Linked DNA regions of Capra hircus: region 1 is linked to region 2. Evidence: chromatin contacts called from public Hi-C data. All regions are on one chromosome and are shown on one strand. Each heading gives the region's core, a stretch centred on a gene start, on an enhancer-like site or on the middle of the called end of the contact. The rest is flanking DNA. Distances are from core to core; before and after follow the strand shown.

Region 1 (5,690 bases), core at 2,906-5,405, 170 kb after region 2:
GGGCCCTAGGGAGAGCACAGCCCTGCTCTGGAGTGTGCCAGGCCAGCAGGGAGCAGGCAGGTGTGAAGGGTGCCACCCTACGATCGCTGGGGCCGCTGGGATATGCGCGCACTGCACACAAATATAAAACTCAAACAGCTCAAGTTCACTCCTTATCTCAGCAGTCTCTCCACCTGACCTGCTTCTCCTCCTCCTCGCGTTCATCACCACCCACCCACAGCTCACCAGGCTCCGCAGGATCTTGCTCTCACAGCGGCTCTCATTCCACCCAGCCCTGCCCCTATGCCCCACCCACACTGAAATCTTTACAGTTCTCCTAATGTGCCAGGATGCCTTAGGGCCCTGCCTTTTCTCAGGCTATTCCTTCAGCCTGAGATACCTTCCGTGGCTTATCCAGCTGCTTATCTGTCAAGAGTCAGCTGGAGCAGCATCTTCTGTATAAACCCTTTCCTGCTCACCCTCCCATCCTCCACCCACCATCAGTCCCAGGTAGGGATCGGCACTTCACTTGTCTCTGTGGTCCCAGCATCTAGTACTGCTCTGAGCACATCTTCAGCAGTCATGGTGTGTGTGTGTCAGCTGCTCAGTAGTGCCTGACACTTTGTGACTCCATGGACTGTAGCCCGCCAGGCTCCTCCGTCCATGGGATTCTCCAAGCAAGAATGCTGGAGTGGGTAGCTATTTCCTTCTCCAGGGAATCTTCCCAACCCAGGGATTGAACCAGGGTCTCCTGCATTTCAGGCAGTTTCTTTACCATCTGAGCCATCAGGGAAGCCCAGCATTCACTGTAGATTTTATGAATTAAAAAAAAAAATGCACATGGAGTGTAATTTAGGGGGGTAGACAGAAGAATGAATTTGAGTAAGCAGTCCCAGCCCGCCTGTGGTGGGCCACCATGCTTGTGGTGACAGCATCTCCTAGTTCACCTCTCTCTCCTCAGACTGCTCCTTTCTAGAGCATGGCCCCCCTCTGATTTCTACACCCTTTGGAGACTACTTCCCTCCACCACACACAACAAGTGTACCTGTCCTTGGGTCCCTGCTGTCCTTAAACCTCGGGTCCCCCTAGCATCTGCCGTGTCTGTGTGGGTGGTGCAGTTCAGGGGAGTAAGCCCTGACTCACCCACCTGACTCAGCATAGAGGCTCAGTGCAGAGAGCTGGGTGGGTAGGCTGGTAGCCAGACCCAGGGCCAGGTTGGGTAGGATGTTTATTTGTTTCACGTATAAGCAGTCACAGCCATAGCCTTGTGGGGCCCTCTGGGGGAGGGAGGAGGGAGCATGCAACGGCTTTCACCAGCGTCATATCATCACACTCTGACAGGGTGAACGCTTTGATCTGCAGCCCATACCTGGCGGGTGGGATGGCAACTGCCCATGTCCTCTGCAGAGAGCTGGTTTCCAGGAATGCCTTGGTGGCTCTTGCCTGACATGAGCCACCTAGGCCTACTGCCTTTCCACCCGGGCAAGGCGTGCTGGGTCCCCACCTTCAGTGCAAGCACTCTGACTCGCCTCGGCCAGCCTCCCCAGCCTCCCTTTGGGCCGGGCACTCGGGTAAGTGAAGTCACGTCTGTTGATCTTCCTGTGGCTCAGACTGCAAAGTTACTGCTTTCTCTAGGTCTGGCCCTGTTGTCACCATTGTCCACAGCAGCAGCAGGCAATTCTGTGAGTCTAGTATCAGAGAAAACCTGTTACTTTGGTTCAGGCGGAATAAAAGAGAGGCTGAACTCCAGTCCCCAGCCAGCTCTCTAGCAGCCTGAACATTAACATGCATGGCAGAGCTGAGGCTGACAGACAAAGCTCTCAGACAACAGGAGTTTTAAAAAATCAAATCCAAAAGACACCTATGCTTTTTTCTTTTTTTTTTTCGAATAAGCTAACCTAAGTCACATGCTTTCCTATTCATGGGATATGGAGTTTTCACCTCTGTTCTAGCTGGCTCTGTCTCTGTTCTCTAAGGAGACAGCTCTGATCCCTGGACGCTGCCAACAGTTTGGGCAAACTCACACGATGAAAGCTACTTCAGGCCATATAGCCAAAGAGTCCTGGGTGGGCAGGCATAGCTCCTGGCCCCAGCTGAGAAATAAGAAGAAAAGTGCCAGTCTGGCACCCTTGTGGATGAATCTCGTATTCTGCTCCCCAATCTCTTTGTCCCTTCTGCTACACGAATACTTCTGAGAGGGAAGTCGAGGGGCCTGAAAGAGTGGGCATAGGCGAGATTTCCCTGGTGGTCCAGTGGTTAAGACTCTGTGCTTTCACTGTAGGGGGCTTGAGTTTGATTCCTACTCAGGGAACTAAGATCCTACAGGCGGGATGGTGCAGCTGGAAAGAAAAAAATGTATTTATACCATCTGAAACTAACAGAACATTGTAAATCAACTACATTTGAATTTAATTTTTTTTTATTTAAAAAGAGGGGGCAGAGGAGAGAACCCTAAAATGAAGATTCGCAGAAGTGCCTCCTTCCAGACACTTCCACATCCTATTTCAAACAGGCAACCTTGCAGAAGTGCATCCTTCCAGACACTTCCACAACCTATTTCAAACAGGCAACCTTGCAGAAGTGCATCCTTCCAGACACTTCCACATCCTATTTCAAACAGGCAGCCTCAAGGGGCTGGGCGGCTGGAACATGGGATTCTCTGACTAAGACTTCTGAGGCCCCAGAAGCAAGTATTTCACACTCTTCCCAACATTTTGTAAACCAGTGGGGAAAACGTTACTTCAAGCCACAACTTCTTTCTTCAGAATTGAGCTGCTGGGTCTCTGAGGTGGGAGGAAGAAGGTGGGATGGGAGGAATTTAGGAAAAGGGCCCTGGGAAGTCTTGAACACTCAGCAGAGTGGAGAGGGATCTGGCTTCCCAGTCAATCATAGAGGGAAGGGTGAGGCGGAGGGATGGGAAGGGAGGAACAGGAGGAAGCGGGATGAGACAGGCAATGGACTAGGGAGCTTTGTGGGGTGGTGGGGCTAATGAGAAGTCCCGGGTGACGAGATGGCCAAAATAACTTTTCAGAACATTTCAGAAATGTGACTTCAAATTGTTTGTGATGTGATGTAACCTCTCCCTTGTGGCCCACAAAACTTCATTAAAAGTTCTGCTACATGTTACAGCATTATTTTTGTGGTTGTTTTGGAATAGGGGTGGGAGTTGAAAGGAGAAGGGACTGTTATCCACATTTGAATTGACAAGCAGGAACTAAAGAAACAGCCACAAAGATCAGAATAGTGACTAAAACTTCAGACGAGGCAGAAAACTAGAGCCAGAGGTAACCTTGAAAATTTCTGTCCCCCGAGTAATTCACAGAAATCGGGGAGGGGGGAGCATTGGACTTTCCACAGGACGTGGAAGTTTGAGCCAATGTCATTTGAATGTCAAAGGACAAGCAACCTCAGCTGACACTGCCTCACCAGCTGGACTAAGCCTTTAGAAACAAAAAACGTGTTACACACATCTGTACTATCCAGGGCCTTGGCACAGGGGTGGCACATAGCCAGGCCCAGTAAAAGCATGTGAATAGTTCATGAATGCCCTAGTGCCTCCCTGGAAGCTGGCAGAGCCAAACGCTTGGGGGTGGGGGGATGGAGGGGCACGTCGACTTCTCTTCCCCTCCCCCACCCCTTTTCCTCTCCCACCCTCTTAACCATCTTTAGCCCTATCCCATCAGCTCCGCGACATGAAGAACTTGTAAACAAGCAAGGCCCAGCGGAGACGGTGGTGGAGGAGGTCACAAAGTGTTGCGCAGAAACCACACTGCTCTGGTTCTGTTCTGCCCACTCTTACGGTGTCAAAGAGGCAAACGCTGCCTCTTGGGAAGGAGATTCTGGTTCAAAGAGCCTGACCATGGGGCAGTGAGCTAGTGGGCTACCTAGGGCACCGGAAGCTTCCTAGGACTGGCTGTAGGCTGTGTTGTGTAAGGCTTTGGTACTCGTTCCCAAGCATCCCTACACCCTTCTGAGGCCTCCCCTGGCATCCCGCAGTCCAAAGGCCCTACAGCACCGCGGCAACCTTGCGGGAACTGCGGGCTGCTCGCAAGGTAATGGCGCCACCTGGCGGCATACAAGGGTGCGGCTCACCCCTGGAGCTTCCCTTCACCCGCGAACGAGGAAGAAAAGGTGGCTTCAGCGGCCCAGTCCAACGTGGTGACGTCATGACAGAGCGCCGTTCTCCCCGCCTTTCCCCCGCCCGCTGGGAGCTGCCAGTACTCGACGTGGCGTCACCGCCCTCTACCCTTACTTTGCGTCCGTGTTTGCGTGCGGCGGAGGTGGCGGCGCGGGCCGGTCAGAGCTCCGCGTTGCTGCTTCTGGTGCTCCTGTCGCCGCTGTCGCTGTCCGGCTGTCCTGGACCGCGGAGCAGAGGAGGCGCGGGCCACAGCACCTCAGCACCCGACGCGGCTTGGCGCGGGGCCCGGCGGGAGGGTGGGCGAGCGCGTGTCGGAGGGCGCCGCGCGGGCAGGCGGGCGAGCGCCCGTGAGGGAAGGAGGCGGGGGCGGCGGGTCAGCCACGGGCCCGGCCGGCCGGGGGATGTCGATGCCTGACGCGATGCCGCTGCCCGGTGTCGGGGAGGAGCTGAAGCAGGCCAAGGAGATTGAGGACGCCGAGAAATACTCCTTCATGGCCACCGTCACCAAGGCGCCCAAGAAGGTGCGGGGGCTCTGGGTGGCGGCGGGGGTCCGGCTGGGGGCCTCGAGGAAGGGGCGCGAGCCATCCCGGGCCCCGGGCTCCAGCTAGTTTGGGACTTAAGGGGCGAGGTTTCAGGGACCCAGGACTACGGAGGTGGTGTGAAGGGTGGAGAGTGAGCGGCCCCAGGCCTATCCCAAGCTGGAAAGGCCGACCCTGACCTCACTTTCCTTTGTCCCTCGGCCCAAGTCCTCTGGGATCTTTTCGAAACCCGGCAGGGCCAGGCCTTAAATTTGCGGCTGACTTATCCTCGGTGAAGGGCCTCAGAGACGGGAGTGGGAGAGAGGTGAGCGAAGTCTGCTGACCCCAGTGACCAGCCCCAGGGGATGAGGGTGTACAGGAACTCTCCCCTCAGGTGAGCGGGTGAATCTGATAGTGCTTCTTTGGGAGCAGTGGCCAGCTTATCCAACAACTGCGTGTGATCTTGGAGGCAAGATGGGGAAAAAAAAAAAATGCGTGGAGCTAGCTAGCTCTTTTATGCAGGTGAAAAGCATGAGGGCAGCATGAAATTGAAGACTAATTTTCATTTTCTGTGGTCGTCTGGTTGCTTCGACACATGTAAGAAATTAACATTTGGAGGTTGGTGACAGCAGACACTGTCATGGATACAGGTTGATTGTAGAGTCGTGTGAATAGATCACTTCGGCATCCCTTGAGAAAGGAGCTTGGGTGGGTTGGAGGGGTGGGTGGTGAGGAGCGATTGCTCATTCTTTACTGCACTTACTGAGGCAGAACAGGTTTAGTCTATTATGCTGTGGGTTGAGCTCAAAGAACATCCTTCTAATTCTTTTATTTTGGAGGATTAAATGGCAGCCTTTGGAAGTATTAATCTAACCAGCTCTCTGAGTGGTGGAATTGGGATCCTTGGTGCTTTCTGAGTGTTTGCTGCCAACCACATTTTGATTTTCTACATCACTGGCACCAGTTAACGGAGAACAAGAGAACCTTAGCAGAGAGGTGACCTTTCTGAAACCAGTAAGAACCTGGGTAAATATTTCCCTCCTATATAAAGACAG
Region 2 (6,257 bases), core at 3,099-5,598:
ACAGGACAGCGGGAAGGTTGGGGCTGAGTGGTGGTTGTCTTCAGGAGTAATGCCTAGCAGAGTGGCCAGGCAGCGCCCTGCACTTTCCTCAGGGCTATTTTCTCCAAGGCCAGCAGAGGGCAGGACAGACCCACGATGTTTCCTGAGGTCTGGGGTGGGGTGGCTCTTCTGGGAGTGGGGAGGAACACCAGGTTCAGAGGGTTCAGAGGGAACAATCCAGCTGTGCACAGCTGTGTGTGTTTGTGTGTGTGTGTGTGTATTGTGGTGGGGGTCAGGGCAAGCCGGCTCCTTCCCTCAAAAGGCCCGTGCGTGGCCGCTGAAGCCACCGAGTTTGGGTGACCTAATAGGACAGCCCTGCGTTGGGTATCCACCCTTCTAGGGCACACGTCCCAGCTGAGTCCAGCTCTCCAGCTGTGCCCCTTGCTTTTGGTATCCCCAGCTCCTCACCGTAATGAGGGAGCCCCAACCTCAAGAGTATCTGAATTGGACCCCCAATGAGGGCACCCCAAGTTCTTTGAAATCAACCCAAATCCAGGAAAGCAGCTAGGGAAAAGGAAGGCCCATCCCCTGCTCAGTCCCCTCCCCCTAAAAGGAGGGGGGAAGTTTGTCAGGAGACAAGCAGAAGTCATCCTGTGGGCATCTGACAAAGATTTGCCCAGTGGCTTCTATGTTAGACAGGACACGAAAGGGCAGCATCCTGGCCCAGAGTCCCCGGTGCACAGGGTCAGTGACTCCCACGACCTAGCTGGTAAGGGCTGAGGGGCTAGGAGTAAAGTGCCCAGAAGTCTTGAGGAGGAGAGGATGCTTCTGCTCATCTAGCGCTGCAGAAGTTTTGACAAAGGAGGTGATACTGGTGTGTATGCTCGATCGCTGTTGTGTCCGACTATTGCCCTGGACTATAGCCTGCCAGGCTCCTCTGCCAATGGAATTTTCCAGGCAAGAAATACTGGAGTGGGTTGCCATTTTCTTCTCCAGGGGATTTTCCCAACCCAGGGGTCACACTCGCATCTCCTGCGCCTCCTGCATTGGCGGGTGGCTTCAAAGGAGGTGATACCGGAGGTAGGCCTTAAAATAGTAAGATTTTGCCAGATGGAGAAAAAGGAAGGGCATCCAGAACAGGGGAACCAGCAGAGCAAAGACACAGAGGTGAGGTTGTGATAAGAGAACACTGATGAACAGTTATATATGCTCCCACCCCCAGCTTTACTGAGATGTAATTGACATGTAACACTGTATAAATTTAAGATGTACAGCACAATGGATTGATATAGGTATATATTGTGAAATGATTACAGTGGCAATGCAATTAATAATCATTATTGCAAAGTTACTGCCACATAAAGGTAGTTAACCGCACGCTTTTTATGTGGCACTCCTCCTGCTCTAGTATTTATTTATGCTTCTAATCCTCACATCAGCGCTCAGGGTGCCATGATGCCCACTTTATGGATGAAGAGACTGATGGCCAGGGAAGGAAAGTGACAGCCCTGATAAGAAACTTAGGAGCTGACCTACCAGTCAGAACCATGTGACCCTGCTCTGCCCCATGGGACTGGAGTTAAGACGGGGGTGAGTGGGTTGCAGGAATATCACAAAGACCAGAAAGGTCTTCCTCCTCCAGAGGACCCCACCCTTGGTCTTAGCATCCCTGGCCAGGCTGTGAGACCTTCCGGTCAAACACTGCTCTCAAACAGCTATCTATCTGATGGTCTTATCACTTTTGCTTTTCCTTTTAAAAAAGGTGTTGTTTTAATTGTATTCTTGTGGGTTGCAGATTTTGTCCAGGCCTGGGTCAGAAAGAGAAGGAGGAGCCCTGGGGTGGAGGGAGAGGAGAGGGGGCTGGACCAGGGCAAGTCAGCCTGCCCCTCCGAGGCTTGCCCCCTGCCTGAGTGGGGGAGGTGCTGGGAGAGCAGGGCTCCCTCCACTGACATCTTCTTCCAGATGAGAGACAGGCCTGCTCCTACGGGGCTCCCCTCCAAGCCTCTGCTCTGGACCTTGGGACAGCCATCCTCACATCCTCTGAAAGCCCCTTCTTAGAAATCACCCAGAGCTTCTAAACTGGGAGCTCGCACCTTTTCCTTGCCAAGTGAAAGAGAAAGTCACTCAGTTGTGTCTGATTCTTTGTGACCCCACGGACTGTAGCCCGCCAGGCTCCTCTGTCCGGGGAATTCTCTCGGCAAGAATACTGGAGTGGGTAGCCATTCCTCAAAAATCAATTTACATACATATATTAAATCATGATGTTGTACACCTGAAACTGTCATATGTCAATTATACTCAATAAAAATCATCAAAAGTTATAAAAATTTTGATAAATACTATAAGATGAAGGGAAGGCATATAAAAATTAAGAGCATTCTGTCCACCCCTGCTCCTGCTCCCATCCTATTCCCCAGGGAACCACTCTTAACAATTTCTTGTTTATCCCTAAGGCATGTTCCTTATAAGCAAGCATACATAGATACACATCACTGTATTTTTTTTTTAACACAGTTGAATCATAACTATATTATTTTATGACTAGCTTTTTTCTCATTTAATGTCATATTTTGGGCATCCTTTTTATGTCAATGTCTGTATATCCACCCATTCTTTGTACTGGCTGCAAAGTCATTGTAAGGACTCAAGTAACCAGTTCCTTTTTTTGCTGGACATTTAAGATGCTTCCAGTTTTTACTATTCAGATAGTGCTGAGATGAACAGCTATATTTGTAGATTAATTGACTGCTGATTAAAATCTGAATATTTGTTACCAAATTGACTTCCAAAAATGCTGTAACAACCTACAGCACCATCAGTAGTGTATGAGAAAGCCCATTTTCTTGCATCTTCACCAATATGAGTATTATCCGCCTTTAAATCTTTATTGATTTGATAGGTGAAAAATAATATCTCATTAAAAATTAAGTACCTTTTAGAGTGGGTTTGAGAATATTTTCCTATATTTGTTGACTATTTTGATTTCTTTCTTCTCTTTTTGTGAATCCCATGTTATTGATGTTTGACCATTTCAAGGGAGGTCTATGCATCATTTTCTCATTGATTTGTAGGAGCTCTTTGTATATTAAGGAAATAAGCATATAAGATCCATTTTATTATCTGCTATATACTCCATGTTTGGAAAACATTTGTTAAATAATGATTGCTAATTTGTGACTTCTTTCTCCGTTTTCTCAATCTAATTCTGGTACATGGACCCTCAGAATGTTTATCAGCATGAAATGGTCTGCATTGAGTTGATGTGACTCTGGCTAAAAGCAAAGCCAGAGTCCCAGAAGCCTCACTGTTAATCCCAGAAGCCTCACTGTGGCTAAATGTAGGCTGTCTGTTGGCTTTCTGAATATTTTAAGTGGCTTGAGGCACCACAGGGCCGGGGGCCCTAGCGTGGGAGCTGCAGCCGCAGCTCTGGCCCCGTCAGTGCAGTTCATTTGATCAGCAGTGTGGTCTGCACCTGTGCGCATCCCTTGGTCCAGCTGTGAATTCTTGTGTTCGTGTGAGTGGGCTGAGTGTTTGCATATTTTCCTCTTTGTTTACAGGCACTTAGGGGTGTGGGTCCCTCTTCCCTTAGCAGAAAGTCCCTGAGCCTGCTCCCAGGCCAGGCTCAGTGGGACGTTACTGGTGCTGAGTCCTGGGGATAGAGGAGGGGATGTGGAAAGCAGGAAGGTGGACAGGAAGAGGCTCCCAGCTGCCCCCAACCTCTCTGGCTTCTCCACATCCTTGGGGGAACCTTCCCAGGGACATGTTCCATTCCTTTGAGGTGTGGTGTAGGGACCCAGGCAGGATAAGAGCTGGTTTGCAGGGCCTGAGATTGGGAAGCGGGGTTGCTAGGCACCAAATATGAAGGAGTAAGGGGCAGAGATTGTGCGGGGTGAAGCAGATGGTGAGGGGAGGCCCTGGCCAGGGGGAGGTGGGTTTCAGGCTTCTGGGCAGCCCCTCCCTGCTCAGCCTAAAGGTGGTTTCACTGGGGTTGTGCTGTTCCCTCCTGGTCCTGGGGTGTGTGGGAGGAGGCTCTGAGATCCCAGTGGGAGCAGGGGCTGGGGGTGGGCAGGGGTGGCAGGCAGAGCAGGGAAGGAGAAGCCTGGTAGAGCCTCACAGCTGACTTAGAAGCCTCCAGGTTGGTTTGTTTGTTTAACCCAGGGCTGACTTTTAGCCACATTCCTGGGGATTGGCGAGAGTGAAGGTGATTAATGGGGTTGGCCATGGTAGCGGGAGCAGCAGGAGGCGGAAGAGGAGGCAGCCAAGGAGAACCTGAGTTGACACCCTGAAGCCCCAGATTCCCAGCACTGTGGTGGGCACCCCGGAGGGTAGTGGTGGTCCTGCAGAACCCAGCATCCCATCACCTCCCTCCAGGGCTGGAGAAGGAGAGATGTCCCTTCTCTTCCAGGGCACAAGGCTGGGCCCTGTTCTCTGCCTGGCGAGCTGACCCGAGGTTGGGAGGGGACAGAGCCAGGGCAGGGCCAGGGGCAGGTCTACCCGAGTTCTGCCCTGGAAAAGCGCCTGAGGCATGTGACTCATCCTGTGGAGCCTGAGCTTCCTCTGAAAACAGGGCCAAGAGGTAGCTAGCTTATAGATAGTGCCTGGCTCTGCTCTCCTTAACCCTTCTTATCTCGTGAGCGCCCTCAGCCAATGAGGCCTGGACCCAAATGGAGTATCTAGGGAGACAGTGAGAAAGCGCCATCCTTTGTTCAACGTGGTTTATGTTGGCCTGCAGAAGATTATTCACTGAGTAAATATACAGATCTACCATGACGACAAATTTGAATGCTACTCCGATGTACAGTGCAAGTCAGTAGGCATTCAGCTTGTTTCCCTTTCATGCCTGTCAACAGCCAGTGAAAATGTAAGCAGGTAGGGTAGGGGGCCCTGGAGAAAGAGAATCAGGCATGGCTTTCTTGACATAAGAGAAGCCATTTTTGTCCTAAGCCATTTTGGTTGATCTAAGTCTGACCACAATGCTTGCCCTTGAACAGGTCTCAGGAATTAATGATCTTAAGGGAAGTGAGGAAATGCAAGAACAAAGGGAAAGCAATCAAGAAATAATAGTTCAGCCATAAAACAGAGTCCTGGATCTTCCTCAAGGATATACATCACTATCTGATGCCCGTCTTCGAGTTCTGCAGAAACTAAGGCCCCCACGCACATGGAGAGCAGAGTGAGGATGCTGACTCTCCTGACTTCAATCAACTAAAGCTTGGACTCTGTCCATCTTTGCCCTAATTCTACACTGGATTGTTCTTTTCTCAAGACCCTTCAACAACATACATGTACCCTTAGCTTAAAAGGCTTCCCCAACTTGCTGTTCAGGAAGACACTGCTTTGGGAAAGATCTCCGGTGTTGTTGTTGTTGTGTGCAGTTGCTAAGTTGTGTCTGACCCTACATCCATGGACTGCAGCATGCCAGGCTTCCCTGTCCTTCACTATCTCCTGGAGTTTGTTCAAATTCATGTCTATTGAGTCAGAGATGCCATCCAACTATCCTATCCTCTGTCACCCCCTTCTCCTTGGTTGCTACAAGTAATAAATCCTTCCTTCTCCAAGTCTTTGGCTAGGTTGTATCCTTTGGTTTGACACCTACCAAGAGGTGAATCCAGTTTTCAGGTAACAGTGACACTCAGAATATGGGGGTGGAGAACAGGGCACCAGAGCCAGAACCAGAGAGATGAGGAGAGGGCCTGCCTCACTGGAGCTGACTTTGTGGGTTGGTTCTGCATCTGTGAACGGGGCCTGGCAGGATGCCCTGCCCCTATGAGGACTAGGTGATCCTGGTGTGTAGGCTCAGCAGAGGGCTGAGACCTTTCTTCTCCCAGCCAGGCTCTGCCCACCTGAGAAGGGCTGGGAGAAGGAGTCTGACTGTACGCTGGTTGTTCTCACCCAGAACATGGGTGGGTCTTGAAATCTCTTTCAGTTCTCCAGTCTGATACCTGAATCTGCACTAGATCTGGGTCTGGGCTGTCCAACTCTATAGTCAACTTAGCAGGCTGGGTTCAAAGAGTAGGCCTAGGACATAGCTGCTGTGGGGGGAGAAGGTGGGTCCTTCAGGGTTTCAGCAAAGGCTGAGAACCTGAAGGAGACAAGGGGCCCCCAGCTGGAGGTGAGAGAGGAGGTACTTGAGGGTCATTGACACAGGACGTGTGTGCATATGTGTAGCGGTGTGAGTACATGCATCTGCGTGTGTGTTTTTATGTGGCTTTGTGTGTGTACATCTTTAAAAACAACATTTTTCCCATTTTCCTGTTTTTCTAGAGCAGGCCTGTTTG

Evidence for each region. A called contact is a pair of places that touch in the nucleus more often than the background predicts.
Region 1: a Hi-C map of blood shows a contact between it and region 2, with 5 times the contacts expected there. The contact joins the promoter of AHCYL1 here to the enhancer-like site in region 2. A contact is called at or near these places in 3 of 5 Hi-C or Micro-C datasets (blood and liver).

Annotation. Positions count from the first base shown.
Region 1 is chr3:87,124,375-87,130,064 of ARS1.2, forward strand. AHCYL1 (adenosylhomocysteinase 2) reads left to right here and starts at 4,156. Exons shown (of 17, transcript XM_018045883.1): 1 at 4,156-4,638. The coding sequence starts at 4,519.
Region 2 is chr3:86,954,868-86,961,124 of ARS1.2, forward strand. No RefSeq gene overlaps it. Among named protein-coding and RNA genes, the nearest start is that of EPS8L3, 17 kb to the left of the region's middle. Within about 2 kb of position 4,349, at least 3 of the 5 cell types and tissues checked have an H3K27ac peak or open chromatin away from gene starts, as enhancers often do.